Regions from separate parts of the Triticum aestivum genome. Here region 2 is linked to region 1. Evidence: chromatin contacts called from public Hi-C data. All regions are on one chromosome and are shown on one strand. Each heading gives the region's core, a stretch centred on a gene start, on an enhancer-like site or on the middle of the called end of the contact. The rest is flanking DNA. Distances are from core to core; before and after follow the strand shown. Region 1 holds the start of LOC123181197 (remorin). Region 2 holds the start of LOC123181200 (DEAD-box ATP-dependent RNA helicase 12).

Region 1 (2,700 bases), core at 127-2,626:
ACATTGCAACGGTCAAACAGAGAGAAGCTGAAGATGAAGCGAAGAGGACTGTCTCCAAGCCGCGGCTATCTATCCCCTGCCGAAGAGCAGCTTCTTCGGCGCCTCACCCTTGGCGCGGTACTTGGCGGCGGCCTCCTCCGCCGCGACGATCTCCTCGCCGCGCCGCACTTCCGCCGCGGCACGCTTCTCCTCCGCCTCTTTGTGCACCGTCGCGGCGCTGTTCTTGAGCTTCTCCACGCAGCGCGCCTTCTTCTTCTCCAGCTGCTCCTGCATGTACGTAGGTGCCCCCACAACGTTTCGTGCCAATCAGTAATAGCTTGTGTCCTACTAATGGCGTCGCCTATGGTAAGTGGGAGCTCAAACTTACTTGCATCTTCTTGAGCTCGGCTTCCAGTTCCGCGGCCTTGGAGTTCTCCCACGAGGTGATGTCCGCCAGCAACTTCACGGCCCTGCGTGACACGAGAAAGTAAAAAAAAATGAGGGCTTAAATGAGAGACACGAGGTGATGAAGCACTGAATTCTGAGTGCAACGGAAGTTAAAATCTGAATGCGGATAAAAATGGAGCCATCTCGGTGAATATCATTGGTGGTGGTTACTCGTGAAAATTTAGAGAACGGGAGACTCACTTGTTCTCGGCTTTGGCCTTCTCGTTCTCCTCCCATGCCTTGATCAGCGAAATCCTCTTCTCGGTCGCGACCCTCGTGAGCAGAGCATCTGAAGAAGTGGCAGAGTTGCACATCAGTTTTTTTTTAATTAACCAACTGCTCAGAGCCTCAGATGTATGGTTGATTTCCGACTTGGACGAGGAAGACCCAGTACCTCGTTCGTGTGAGCCCCCTGTAGCTGCAGGCTTCTCGGCGTCATCTGAAGGAAAGAAACATGAAAAGGGTTAGCACCACTGACCTGACCATGTAGTTGCCCGCCGCTAACCATGCAACATGCATCAATCAACGTACTCTCGGCGACAACCAGGGCCTTAGACTCCTCCGGCGACGGAACCGCCGCCTTCTCGTCCGCGACGTCCTCGGTCGGCTCCGGCGCGGGTGGCGCCACATCCTGCTTCGCTTCCTCCGCCATCTGATCAACCTCGCAACGAGTCGATCAAGATATTTTAGCAAGACACGGAGTCAGAGGAGCCCAGAGTACAGTCTTGTTTGTGCTGGTCGGACGTGGTGGCTGGCAAACTAAAGCCAACGCAAGAGTACTATATGCAGCGGCCGCAGGAAGAGAGAGGGGAGACCCTAAAAAAAGAGAGAGGGGAGAGCACAGCACATCGATCAACCACTTTAACGGGCGAGGTTGGCTGGATGTAGTGTACAGATTGATTGGTCCAGATTAGGTGGCGCGCCTTCTCTCGCTCTTTTACGTCCCGGCTGCTGTGTTTTTCACAACAGACGTCACTTGCCCGCGTGCACGATTGATCTTTCACAGGTCGGCCACCACGGGTCACAAAACGGCCGGATATCGTACGCTTGCCAGGGAGGCGGCCCAAGCCGTTCGTGGTGGCTGGCAGGCACTTTGGAGACCCATTCAGACATACAAACACAAGTGCAGATGGACACGCGACAGGCGCGGTGGTTTGCAGTCGACGGCCGATAGATGACACCTGCCGGCGCGTCGTGTTCGTGCGTGGATGGGCAGCGAAATGGACGAGGCGTGTCGCGGAGTTTAACTTCGAGATCACGAAATGGTTTCTTTCTGGCCGGCGACGGCGATGTCGCGGGCACGACGACGGGGACGGACAGCGACTTGGAGGGGAGCTAGCTGCCCGGACGGGAGATATGTTTATCCGGCAAGAGACGTGCCCACGTTCGCACCGCTGGCGCTGGGGATCAGGGTGGATTCCTTCGTGCGTCGGCCTAATCTGTCGCCGTCTTATTTATGGACGATGAATCTATATATATCTCTATCGCCATTAAACTACTGGCGATTAGTTTAAAGATGGTCCGGATGTGTTCCGTGGACGCTGTGCAAAGGGCTCCACGTACATCTCTGGCAGAACGGAGCTGCAATGATTTGGCAGAAAGATGAGATGTGTAGTCTTCTCGCTGCCTAGCTCATCATCCATCAACAAAGATAATCATGCCTTCATCATCGTCATTACTCATTAAGTGGACTAATCTTAACGAAATGTCATGTGTCGAAGCTAGCTGGATTTTTCCACTTCTGTAAAGATCTCGTGCAGTTCAGTTTGCCCCGGCGGTATTTGATTGTCTCAGCAGTTATAGGCGAGCTGCTGCGATGCTAACGTATGCACGGCTGGACATATGGTCCGCTGACCCAACTTCGTTTCCGAAATTGAGTTTTTTTTTAAAGAAGAAGAAGAGAATTGCCCAGTTAATTTAAAAAAAAATCTACAAAAACGAAGTACGGATTAACCACTCACATGACAAAAAACCCGACAACCGCACAGTCGGCCCCTGCCAAACTCTCTGAATGCACAACATCCACAAACGCCAACATTGCTACTACGCAAAGTGAATCCTCACAAGAACACCTTGACACAAGACATCGTGCATCTCCCAATCCAAGAGGACAGGTCGAGAGACCGAAGATCATCCATCAAGCAACCAGAAACGCCTTACGTATGACGCCACTCTTGCCTTTGCCTACCTTCTATTTGCCCCTTATTGGTGTCCCCGTCAGGAGGCAAGCAATCGCCTGCCCAAACCAGGTCAAGCAACCTCCACACTAGCGAA
Region 2 (2,700 bases), core at 5-2,504, 400 kb before region 1:
TAATCTTCAAACTCGTTGCCTTTCGTTGCAGTAACATCCTAAGTAAAGCACCAAACATATTGCAGAATAGAAAGAACATCAGTACACCTGACATCTGCAGATTGGTGCCATTCAGCACCTCACGCCGAATCTTGCTGAGTGAAATTCCATGATGTCATTAGTACTCACCTCTGTCCTAAAACGAGTATCTGGAGCTGGAATATTCAACTGTGCCTTCCAATCTTGAGAGCTGGAACACACAAAAGAAGATAAAGGTGTCAACTAATTCCCTTTAAGGCAAAGCATTGCTAGGCTAGTTCCATACGGCATGACAAACAAATGAATCGATACGATGCTGCAGAGAAGTATGGAACACCAGCAATGGTGAACTAAGATGAAAACACAGCGTACTTGCATAAATAAAGTGCATCCAACCAGGAAGCAATCAGTTGTAATAGAGCAAATAAGCTTGCATACACCCAGTGGGTAGTTGCTTATTCAGCTTATTCAGTTAACAGCGTATACAGAGGAAGAGTTAAGCCTCTTGCAGCCATACAACTTAAGCAGAGCACTGCCTTGTCTCAAGGACATGATCTAATCATGAAATAGCACCTCTTCCCCCACCCCACCCCACCCCCACCACCACCCCCACCCCAACCCCACCCCACTTCCGCGACCACAAGAAAATCGCATCCGGGCGACACAAACCCTATCAATCGGCAAGGCAATAAGCAGCGTAAATGGTCCGTACCTCGTGTCCACCGCGTCGAGTCGCGCCACCGTCCTGGCCGCACCCTCTCCTGACTCCTGGGCCGCGGCCTGGTCCCGCCGCAGCCACTGCTGGTGCTGTTGTTGCTGATGCTGCTGCTGCTGTTGCTGCGAGAACGAGTTCCTCTGCGCGTGCTGCTGCTGCTGCTGCTGCGGGAACGAGCTCCTCTGCGCGTGCTGCTGCTGCTGCTGCTGGTAATCGTGGTGCTGGGGATGCGGGTTTCGGCCGCCGTAGTAGTTTTGGTTCCCGCCGCCACCTCCTCCACCTCCTCCACCGCCTCCGCCGCCGCCGTTACCGCCGCGGCCGCCGCCGTAGTCGTAGCCGGGCGGGTACCGGGCCCTCGGGTGGTGCATGGCGGGATCTAGGGTTTTGGAGCTGGGGGCGACCAGGCGCGACGGATCTAGGGTTCCGACGGTTTGCCCCTTTCGGAGGGCGTGGGTTTCGCTTTTGGGCTTTGGACGCGGTGGATCCGATCCAGAAGCGCACGGTTTCGAAATGTAGACCTCGGGAGGAGGCGGATATTTTTCTGTCTGAGGGGGGTGCTGCATCAAACGAGCTTAGTCTGAGGGGGGTTAGCATCCATTTCTCGGAATTTTTCAATCAGAAAACTGTCTCCTGGGCTTGATGTTCGAACTTAGTCTTGGAGGCTTTATTTTTTTTAAAGGATTCAATTCATCGAAAGCACAAGGCAATTTAAACATAATAAAAATTACATTAAGATTTCAAGACCGCCGAAGACCACTACTATCATCAAAACGAGCCGTCTACCTTTCGTTGTCGTCGGTCCCCTATCGAAACCGGTTTGATCTTGTCGATATCAGTCAACAAGTCTTCGTATACGTGGCCCTGAGGACCAGCACCTTCGAACAACAGTCATCGTTGTTGATCCCTTGAATAGATCAGAAGCACCGGACATTGAAATCTCACCCCACGACGAGAAGCCCTAACATCAACGTCCCAATGAGATAATGAGAATCTTTGAGGCTCTTAAATTCAAAGAATTTTCAGACGATGTAAGGTTAAATTAAGTTGTTTTATACTCCGTCTGTCTTAATTTGGACGGAGGGAGTATGTAACTTGTATGATTTTATTAAAATGTCGTGTCTTGCTATATTTCATACATACGTTTACATAACCTCTCTTTTTTGTTGTTCTCTCTCACGTCTAGCTCCAAGCATGACAACCATCATGTCATTATTATCAAGAACGGCTTGAATGAATTTAAGAGATTCATGCATGTCATTTTTGGGCAAAGCTTTAACAGTAAGTATTTCAACATCATGGATCAAAGTAGATTGTTTTTTTAGGGATGCCAACAAGATTGTTAAAATCTTGTTTAGTGGCAATAAAGTCATTAAATAACACTTTCTAATTCAGAAGGTACATTTTTGCTACCATAAGAATTCCCAAAATTATTTTGAGGATAAGTACCAACAAAGTTCCTATTAGCATTTAGCAAGGTTATTTATTAATAAAGTTAACATCCATTTGGTCATTATTTCGTTCAACAAGTGCAACAAGAGAACATCTGTAACATCACCAGGAGCCAACAAGAGAAACATCCACTTGCTCATTATTACCACCAAGAGAAACATCCCTAACATCCATGTTTAGAAGCATTCATAGAAACAATCATATCAATCTTATCATTCAAAATAAAATATCTTCTCACCATAGAAACCGTTCTTCTTATCCGCCATGTACTTCTTGAAGTTACGCTTTCAGTGACCCTTCTGTTTGCAGTAGAAACATTCAGTCTCCTTACTGGCTCTGAGACGGTCTTATCGACACCGCTAGATTTTTTCTTAGACTTGCCCTTCTTCTTGAAACCGGTAGTCTTGTTGACAATCAACACTTCTTTGTTCTTTTGCATCCCAGCTTCCGCAGTTTTGAGCATAGCAAATAACTTGTTTGCACTTTTCTCCATCACGTTCATGTTGTAATTCACGATA

Evidence for each region. A called contact is a pair of places that touch in the nucleus more often than the background predicts.
Region 2: a contact with region 1 is called in a Hi-C map of leaf, with 3 times the contacts expected there. The contact joins the promoter of LOC123181200 here to the promoter of LOC123181197 in region 1. A contact is called at or near these places in 2 of 5 Hi-C or Micro-C datasets (both in leaf).

The regions. Positions count from the first base shown.
Region 1 is chr1D:237,762,763-237,765,462 of IWGSC CS RefSeq v2.1, reverse strand. LOC123181197 (remorin) reads right to left here and starts at 1,376. Exons shown (of 4, transcript XM_044593452.1): 1 at 958-1,376; 2 at 628-865; 3 at 368-449; 4 at 1-267. The coding sequence starts at 1,078. The coding sequence ends at 70.
Region 2 is chr1D:238,165,426-238,168,125 of IWGSC CS RefSeq v2.1, reverse strand. It overlaps LOC123181200 (DEAD-box ATP-dependent RNA helicase 12), which reads right to left and starts at 1,254. Exons shown (of 10, transcript XM_044593454.1): 1 at 731-1,254; 2 at 169-229; 3 at 1-38. The coding sequence starts at 1,101.